Regions from separate parts of the Gasterosteus aculeatus genome. Here all the other regions are linked to region 2. A link is a contact called in public Hi-C data. All regions are on one chromosome and are shown on one strand. Each heading gives the region's core, a stretch centred on a gene start, on an enhancer-like site or on the middle of the called end of the contact. The rest is flanking DNA. Distances are from core to core; before and after follow the strand shown. Region 1 overlaps plxna4 (plexin A4). Region 2 holds the start of nrf1 (nuclear respiratory factor 1). Region 3 holds the start of plxna4 (plexin A4).

Evidence for each region. A called contact is a pair of places that touch in the nucleus more often than the background predicts.
Region 1: a Hi-C map of skeletal muscle shows a contact between it and region 2, with 2.8 times the contacts expected there. The contact joins the enhancer-like site here to the promoter of nrf1 in region 2. A contact is called at or near these places in 2 of 6 Hi-C or Micro-C datasets (both in skeletal muscle).
Region 3: a Hi-C map of skeletal muscle shows a contact between it and region 2, with 18 times the contacts expected there. The contact joins the promoter of plxna4 here to the promoter of nrf1 in region 2. A contact is called at or near these places in 3 of 6 Hi-C or Micro-C datasets (skeletal muscle and whole body).

Annotation. Positions count from the first base shown.
Region 1 is chr4:30,936,228-30,939,485 of fGasAcu3.hap1.1, reverse strand. All of the region lies in intron 3 of plxna4 (plexin A4), which reads left to right. Among protein-coding and RNA genes, the nearest start is that of plxna4, 100 kb to the left of the region's middle. Within about 2 kb of position 1,920, at least 4 of the 9 cell types and tissues checked have open chromatin away from gene starts, as enhancers often do.
Region 2 is chr4:30,784,003-30,787,312 of fGasAcu3.hap1.1, reverse strand. It overlaps nrf1 (nuclear respiratory factor 1), which reads left to right and starts at 1,727. Exons shown (of 12, transcript XM_040175364.2): 1 at 1,727-2,024.
Region 3 is chr4:31,039,975-31,043,107 of fGasAcu3.hap1.1, reverse strand. It overlaps plxna4 (plexin A4), which reads left to right and starts at 1,615. Exons shown (of 32, transcript XM_040175345.2): 1 at 1,615-2,161.

The DNA.
Region 1 (3,258 bases), core at 671-3,170, 150 kb before region 2:
TCGCTGTCGGCATGAAGAGGAGAGACGCGTTGTGCATCATGTGGTGACAACGCGTTGGGTCTTTTCTCCGTATCTCTTTCACAGCGAATGTTCTTCTCAGTTGTCACAGTGCGGCTGGCTGTCTCTCGTCCTGGGCTCTTATTGCATGTCCCGCCTCGCCTGGGTGAATACCTAACGCTGCTGTGGTTTGACAAAGAGGGCTGAAACCTGAGCAGCGTGTGGCAGGTCGGGTTTCAGCGGCGTTTGGCATGCGGCTACGCTGTTGATGCTCCAAATAGGTTTTGATTGATATCTTGAACAGATAGGGACCCAGGGGCTTACACGGGAGACCCCAGGAGACCCTCATGTGCACGTTCTGCTTGATGAAATCACTGAGTGATCCTAGGTTTTCTTCTTCTTTTTTAGTTTTTAAATGAACAGCCACAACTGCTTCAAGCCCGTGGGGGGAAAAAAAAGAAGCAGCACCGGGCTGACCTCCATTTACCCCAAATATCTACCCACTTATTTGAAAATAGAAATTAAGATGAATGTAGTTAACGTTTGTCGTTTTGTTCATTACTTTGTGAAACTAAGTTCAAGTACTGATGTGGCATTTCAATTTAAACCACGGATTCGTTTTGCACAATCTAATGACGTGTCCCACATGATAGATGCAGTTAAACATTAAGCGCAGCTCCTTTAGTACTGAAGTGGCAAAATAACCTTTTTACGTCTTCTTCTTTGAAGTTATTTTTGGTAACAACGCTCACCATGTGCACATCCAGCAGGAAAAGGTTCACGACTCTTCTTTCTGGATGCAGAACGGCTGCCACTCACACTGGTTTTGCCCGTCCGTTTTATTTCGTGGATTTGATGGAATTCCTCACACAAATGTTGTGGTAATTTGAGTTTCCCAGCATGCTGAAGAGTGACTTTGGGCGGCATTCCGCTCCGGCCCGCTCACCTCACTGTGTGTTCGTGTAGGCCTCTGTCTGACCACAGTGATGCTGTAGTCAGCAGCTTATTCTGGCTTCCACCGGTAGCATGTTGGTCACGGCGCGTGCGTTTCGGGCCATGGTGTGTGAGTGCGGCTGCCATGCTTAACAGACTGCAACTCTGTGTGACTGGCAACCGTTCAGTTATTGTACGTTTCCAGAAGAATACTGTCAGTATGCTATTTCCCCAATGTGGCCTCGTCCAGATGGGGGTCGGTTCGACTGCTCAGCCACACCCACCATTGGCATAAACGCATAGACCGCAGTATGCTTCATGTTAAGGGTTGACCGGGCTGAAATCCATCTCATCTCTTGATGGGAAGTAGTTTCAGCATCAGTGCTCAGGTGTGTAACTGAGGGTACAAAAAAATGAAATGTTGCTTCATTTGATGAGCAATTTAGGCAACGGTCCGGCAGTTTCATGAGAAAAAGTGTATTTGAAGAAATGAAGACTCCACCTGCTCCGATACTGATTCCATGCAGGATGCGAGGTGCAGGACATTTCCGTGTGCCTCGCGGTGCACCGTGCCAACACCAGGAAACAGAGAGAGGGTACTCCTGTGGTTCTCACACCGGAATGGCTTCCCTTTCTGTATCACACCTTCTGCTAGAGGTTAGCCACATGGACAGAGGGAGACAGTCACTTTCAGCATTTTAGTTTTTCTTTCTTCGACTCAAAGCAGAATTACCATCTGCACACGGGGTCGCTTTTGTTGTTTTTCTGAGCTGTAACGCTAAAACTGTTATTTAACTCATCAGCTCTCAGTGTCAGCACTGCCATCACATTGTGTTCTACTTTAATGGTCTAATTAGCTTAAAAGCCACTGCGTGAATGCTATTTTCTCTGAGTGTTTGTGTCTCCGCCGCAGTTGAGATCACATCCACTGCCACAGTCTGTATTTCCCTCCTCTGTGATTGTGTTGTGTAGTTACATCCCACCGCCACTGGGCGGATACAGTTCATGGACCAGGGTGGTCGCTCTATGGAGGGCTAGGATTTCCTCTGTATGATCCGAGGTAGAACAAGGGTTTCTCCCACAGATGCACTCACATACGGATCAAGACGCACACAAAGCTATGTTTACTACACACGTTCTGCAGGGCTGAGGAAGTGTGCTCTGTGAGTCAAAAGCACCCGTCTCCTGCCACCCTCCCCAGAGCATCCTACATTACCATAAGAGTAGACCCGGCCAGACAGCCTGTGTGTGTGCAATTGTGTGAAAGAGAAAGTGAAATGCCAAGGTTTTTAATTTTCTTTTTTTTTACACGCGATAGTATGTGTGAACACAACACGCATTTGCATGTGTGCATTAATGTGAGGGCGCAATGCATCTCCCACCTTCCCACTACTCAGAGGCTAATCAAAGTCTGTCTGCCAGTGAATGTCTATTGTGTAGTGCTAATGTGATAGCAGAGATTAGCATTGTAATCCATTTAGCATAGAGCAGCTAATCCACTTTATTACTGTTGAAAAGAAATCAGATAATATTGGCTAGCACCACTGTAGCTGCCTAAATGATTTTAAGCTGATGAAAAATTACTGTAAAATATATTAATAATCACTGCAGCTGACTGAAACTCGGATTAGTTGTTTTATTAAAAAAAAAAAAAAAAAAAAACGCTGCTGTTTTTAATCAAGGGAATTAAGGTATTGCTCATGTTTATGTGTCGGAAGTTATTGTTTTTGTATTATAAAAATCCTCAATAAACAGCTTCTTATTTAAATGTATTCCGTCAGCGTCATACACACTGTATCTGGTTTTATATTGCAGTTCCTTTAGCGTGATGCATCATGAGTTTGATATCAGGAGCGATAAAGTCGTCTGCAAACCCTGGATGACACCGCTGTGTTATTTGAAAAATAAAGAATACAGAGGAGATCTGCTAATAAATACTTTTGCCAATTAGTGTCCAAATAGGTCCACTGGACTTTGAATTTAGTGTTTTCCTCCAGTCCCAGTGAGCCTGCGTTGCGTGCTTGCGGACGTGCGGTGCACTCCCCCGTGACCCATTTGTTTTATTGGTGGTCAGAAAGTGGTATAATACCCCCCCCCCCCACCGCCCCGACAGAAAGCCCCTCTGCTCCCCAGTCAATATGGATCTGTCCCAGCACAATAAAACTCTATATTCAGCCTTTGCCGTTGACTCTCTGCCCTGTAACTGTGCTCGGTAATTGACACTTCCTTCATATGCGGCGGCGGTGATCTGAAACACGCACGTCTTCACATACGTTTAAATGCAAGCACATGCTGTGTACAGCGCTCGTACACACAGCGCCTCAAATG
Region 2 (3,310 bases), core at 478-2,977:
TTGAGATGGGACTCAGGTTGTGGATGCGGGTGTGTGAGGTGTTCATTGGAGCATAGAGAAAGAAGTTTGGTAGAAACACAAAAGGAAAGATAGGAAACGGTCAGAATCTTATCTTTTTATCCCGTCGGCGTCTCTCTGCCACGGATCGGTCGCCTTCGGGCCTCGGTGTTCTGTTCAAAGTAGAAAGTGAGTAAGGTTTATGTTGTCAGGGCACGAGGGTTTACTTTAGTTTTGCAACTATTACAGACCCATGTCAGGGATGAGTTTAGTCCTTGATGAATACAGAAACGCCTTACATGCTATTGTGCATTATAGAGTTGCAAGGAGTTTGAGCGACTTTTACCTTCCACATGTAGGGACCGATTGTCTATCCGGTACGCAAAGCTGTAAGAGAAGATGAAAATTAGGCCTATTCGAAATACTTTTCTGAGTTTTTTTTCGATAGACCTAAATATCATTTGACACTGAGTGGCCAGTTTATTAGGTGCAGAGGGCCAAAACTAATTCAGTCTCATACAAACGTCCTGAAATAAATCCTAATGTGCCATTTGTTTCAACTGTTTCAACGATGAGAAATGTGATTCAACTTTATGATTCAATTGGAGGCTGAAGTGTTGCGCTTGCGTTGTGTTGAGATTATATATATATATATATATTATATTACACACACACACACACACACGTTTGTATTATTTTTGGCAAACCCATTCAAAAAGGTAGGCTAATACAAATCTATTTTTATAAAGCAGCACAAACTGGAGCATCCAATAACATTTCTCTAAAACAGTTTAAACAATATTATAATCTGCATGATGGTAGGGTTTTACAGTTTACAGTTTGATTAAACACTTTTAGCTCTAGCGGAGTTATGCACCGGAGAATAACATGCCTTGTGGAAAGGTCCTATTAGAGACAGTACACATTATTTTTCATCCCTTCAATACGTGTGTCCTAGTCTATCTATTGTTTGAATGTTTTAGGACAGAAATGATACTAACCTCTTGGAGAAATAAACGGCGTCAGGTAGAAAGTGACGCACTCTCCCTGAATGACGCAGGTGTTGCTAATTGGAGTAATTGAACAGTTTGTTTTGATCGTTGCTCTTTGTTGGTAGTGACGTTTTCCCACGTTGGGCATTAATCTGTATTAACACTAAGGCAACATAAAATAACTTCCACCCTTTTCGTTTTCGTCTTGTCATTGAGCCCAATGAGCAGGTGAGTGGACAGCAATGGAAGTTTGGGGCAACAAACAGGCCTCAGTTGGGTTCATTGTGTCAGTGGAAAGGGGCGTGGTTTCCTGGATATCATGTGGCGTTCAATAACTATCGGAAATATGACTCACTATTAATTTTGTATTAATGATGCACTTGATTCAATAAAACGGATGAATCACCCCGATAGGAGCGGGAAGCATATGATACCCCTTTTAATGTGTCAATGCATTATGTAAAACCCTACGTGTGCATTAAATGAAGGCCAATTTACAAAAATAGGTTAATATATAGATTTTTTTTTTACTCAATATTACATGAATATTACATTGTCTTTGAAGCAACTGCCAATACTATCAAGACCATTGTTTTTAATTTCTTGGTGCAACTTTCAGTATGGGTAAAATAATTGTGTAATTAAAACACCATGCATAATTCTAATGCATGTATTCAGTTGTACCAGCTTGTGTCTTTCTGGTGAGACGGAAACCATAAACAACCGATGCGCATAATGTTTTACTGCTGTCTTTTGACCAAAAGTGGGTCTTCAAAAATGCACGCACAATTGTATGTATGTATGTATGTATGTATGTATGTATGTGTGAGCGGGCGTGTGCGTGCGTGCGCGTATGTGCATGCATCGTGACCGTGCGACAGAGAAGCTCGGGACGAGCACCTGAAGGCATCACCAGCGCCACTCAGCGTTGTGTGCTCGCTGTGTTTGCCGCCTCGCTCCCCCTCCGTCCTCCATTAGAGCTCTGTTCCATCCCCACTGCACGGCGCAGGCCCGAAGTAGCGCAGCCGCTCTGAGGTTAGTGCCCTACCGCGCAATCTCCATCTATTTCAGCCCCGGCGCAGCCGCATCATCGAACCCGGCAGCGTTGTGGGGGGGTTTGAAAGATGACGATTGTTGTGATGTTGACCGTGGACGCGGTTTTTTGATACATTTGCGGCTCTTTTCTTTTTTTTCTCCCCCCCTCGCTGTCGCGCGGAATCGTATTCTAGGCGCGTATCGGCAACAAGCTCGCGAAGAGTAGAATAGCTGCGGATGAAGTAGCGCAGGCCGCCCGGGCCTCGCTTGTTTTTGTTTCGTATTGCGCGGGTTTCGCGCTAGCCGCCGTGCTAACCGAGGGGGGTCCGCCGCAGAACCCTCGCACGCGCACCGAATTCACGTTTTGTGTCCGATGTCCGGACGCGAGGGAAGCCGTCGCCGCTCACGACCGTAGCTAACGTCCATTCAGATGACCGAAGCTTCACCGCCGTGACGGTTAGCTGGCTAGCTAGCTAGCTAGCGCATTAGCGCGAATGCAGGACGGCGCTAGCTTAGCTCTGTTTGCTAGTTTGTTGTCAGCCCGACCGGCGCGTCTACTAAACGTTACTGCGCTGCACGAGCAGCGACGTTGCGTATATAATAAATATACGTGGGTTACAATGTGCTCATGCTGGCCGATGGGGAATCGGTGTGCTGGTACGCCGTGGATTGGATTAAACGACAATGTTATTATCGAGGCGCGCAGCATCCCGTTGCCCACAGGCAGCACATTCGGTGCAGTTGTTACAGGGGATATTGCATGTAAACAAGTCCGGTTGCTGTTAGTGACACAATTCGAACCCTTTTATACTTCATAGTTCTGCATTGGTGGATAACAACATTTGCCAATCGCGTATGGGAGAGTACCTGTTTGAAATGAATGATCCACATGTCAGCTTCCCACCGTGGATCAGTTGAAGTTATCCCCAACACATCTGCCCCCATAATGTAACGTCTACACTGACTATGTATTAATAGAATCCTGGATAACTAAGTGGACAAAAGCATATCTTATTTCTTATGATTATACACTAAATATTATGTATTCAATGCGTCACGGCATTGTAGGTTTTTACATGGAATTTGTTTTGAAAAATAGCGTTCAACCCATTCTCGACATTCATACATAATAGTTCAGCTTTTCAGCCCTCGGTCAGACTATAATGCCACACTTAAGTCATCTGTAAGGAATGAAAAAGAGAAACTTACTGCATTTAAACTGGCCTGCTGCTACTAACTCATGCACTAAGAAATTACTGTTTGAATGAGTTCAACCTAAGGAGTGC
Region 3 (3,133 bases), core at 366-2,865, 260 kb before region 2:
CACGTTAATACTGTCAACTTACTTAAGTCTAAATTAGTGTTGAACATGCATTTCAACAAAGGCTTTTACTTCTTTGACCGGCAGCTGTGGTACATTTTCCAGGTAAGTAAGAAGTTAGTTGTTTTCAGATGCCCATGCAAGCAAACTTTATCGCCATTTGCCCTAAAGTAAGCTCGCGCGCAATGTAAACGCTGGCGTTTTTTTCGCCCCTTTATTTTTGTACATGTCGAAAAATATATAGCGTCTTCCTCCCTCCCCCCTGAAAAGACCGACGACCTTAACGTCAAACCGCATAGAATGACCTCCGTTCCCGTATTGTTTCTGGAAGCTCTACCAGCTTCCATCACGCTGCACACACCGTTGGTTCAGAGGCGGCGGCTCACTGTGTCACCTTTTCTGCCTCTGACGTCACGTTTCGGCCTCGTTTTGTGTATTTCTGTCGCATAAAATGTGTTTACGGTGGTTTATTCTAAGTGTAAACGTTTTGCACTGCACCGAATCGTCGTCTCGTCCGGGCTTGTGTTCCTCGCTGGCTGTGAAGTTGATCTGGCCTGTAGGTGGGGCTCTGAGGCAGTGTTTCACAGCGAGGAACCCCTTCTGGAAGGGGGATTAGGATGCTGCAGCAGGGACACACTCTCCCTCCCCTCCGAAACCGCCCCGGAGCGCAGGCTGCTTCCCCTGAGGGATTCAGGATAAACGTTCAGGGGGCGCGTGAAACATTTTTTTTTTACAAAGTTGCAGTTGTTTTCTTTGAGTCTTTTGCTGCCCCCCCCGACCCCCCATCATCCCCTTCTTTCTCCCAACCGCACAGCCCATCACCGACTCAAGTGCTTCACATTCATTTTTCAACATGAAAGGAATATTGCGCAATATTAGGTCGACCTTGATGGATTATTTTTTTAATGGTAGATCAGGAGAGCGCTATTTACTCCCTACTGGCTTACTTCGTTAAAAGAAAATATTACCTAATTAGGCCTGTTTGGAATATTAATTGCTTAAAATATGGCAGGGGTGGGGAATAGACCCCCCAAAGCATGTTAAAAGTTAATCAAAGCTAAATCCCTTACAACTGTGCAAGTGTCGTAATTGTGTTCCTCTGTTGCCCGATCTCCATCTTTAAATGATCCTGCGATTAGATATTCAAATCCTATGATCTGATCATCTCCACCCTGCATTGTAGCTCATTTGTGTAAATTCCCCCTTTTGGCATTGCCAAATCCCATTCTCAACGGGACGAATGCTCCTTCACCAAAAGCACGCGCTCTTTTTGAGCTCCTATCTGTCATCTTCTTGTTTTCTTTTCGGTGAAACGCATCCACCAAAGGGGCGCAGCAATTTATCTTGAAAATCAACTTCTTTTAAAAGTGCTCCAGAGATCTAAAGTCATTGCGTCCCCGCCTTTTGGACGACATAGATAATACACGCGATTATGTTAACGCGGGGTTTTATTGCCCAGTAATGCGCTCCGAGCCTATTTAGGTGTTTTGCCAAAGACCAAAAATTAAACCCAAACGCAGGATGTTGCAGCATCCTTCTCTCTCTCTCTCTCTCTCTCTCTCGCTCCCTCCCTCCGCCGCCCCCCCTCGTCGTCCCTCCCGCGCGCTCTATCCCCCTCTCTCCCACTCTCACTCCGCTGCAGCACCCTCGGCGGCTCAGTTGAGCAGGAGCACCGCACGGAGTCACATCTATGCACACACGCGCTCTCGACCCAACGCGCACACTCGCACGTGCACGCGCGAACACGCACAGCCTCCAGCGGGAAGCCCGCGCGGCGCAGCGGCTTTTTGCAGCGGCGTACAGAGTGCGCCCTCGCCGGGGAATGGGAGGCGCGGTTGGCCGGTCTCAGAGCGCTCGGAGCGGCGTAGCGAGGTGCTGCTGATCGGGGACGCGGGGCTGGAGGTCTGCCGCTATGTCTTTCGCCTGTGCAGGGATCGCCTTCTAAACTCCACCTCTCACTCGGGATTTAAAAGCGGACAAGCCGTTTGATCAAGGATATAACATTATTCTAAGCGTTTCTCTCTTTTTATCTTCTTTTTTTTTAAGGGGGTGGGTGGGGGTGAGAGTGAACGGAGTTTGGGGGGAACGCTCCTCTCTGGACGTGCCTCTTATCCGCAGTGTCGCTGCGGCTGCGGCTGTGAAGTGATATCTGCGAAGATTACAGGTAAGGAAATGAGCTTTTTCACGGAATTCGTTCCCACAGACAGACACGGGAGGGGGGGTGGTGGTGGTGGTGGTGGGGGGGCAAAAGCTTCTGGGTTTTTGTGCGTGTGTGAAGGGTTGCCACTGCACCAGCCAGGTGACGGGAGGCGTGTTGCACCTGTTCTAGCTGCGCCATGCGCGCTCTGCCCGCTCTGCGCTCTCCGGCGCTCGGGCGGGTTTCCTGCCCAGCCTGCCCATTTGGATCGGAGGCTTAAAAAGAGCAGAATTGCGGAGCATTTTAATGACCTTCTATTTATCTTAACTTGGGACCCGTCATTGACATGCTGCTCTATATCATCCATGCCCTTCACTATAAGCCTGGGAGAGAGAGAGAGAGAGAGAGAGAGGGAGAGAGCGGGCTGCATACCCGGGTTGTGCTGGTTCTTCTTGCAGCGTAAACTGTGAAGGTTAAAGACAGAATAATGTGTCTGTGATTCCGCGTCGGATTTCCGCAGTGGCTTCGGGGATAAGCCCGGTGCGGAGGACCAGCCCCGAGTGGACTGCGAGGGTGATTTCAGATCGTGTCTCGGCTCTACATCGTGGAAAATGGGCAAAATGTACGCGGTGCTCCTCCCGGTCTTGTCAGGATGCGTGGCGAGTGTAATTTTGTGACCCGTTTAAAAAACATTGTGAGTTATAGAAGGAAAGTTAAGGAAAGAAAGTTCTTTAATACGCGCTTTAAGGCTTGTCCTGCATCACGTGGAGATCCACTTGGGATGACTCTTTGTAGACCGAAACTATTCAAGCATCGCACGCCTGTTTCAAACTCGTTCTTTATGACATCAGGGTTTGAAAACATGGAATATTTGGCCGTATATTTTCCTTTTTGATATATAGATAATGTCCATGCCAGTGTATGTCTATATAGGTATTTGTAATGTTCACCATTATGAGAGTTGTGTCGACTATGTTTTGTGATAACGTGCATTCCCTC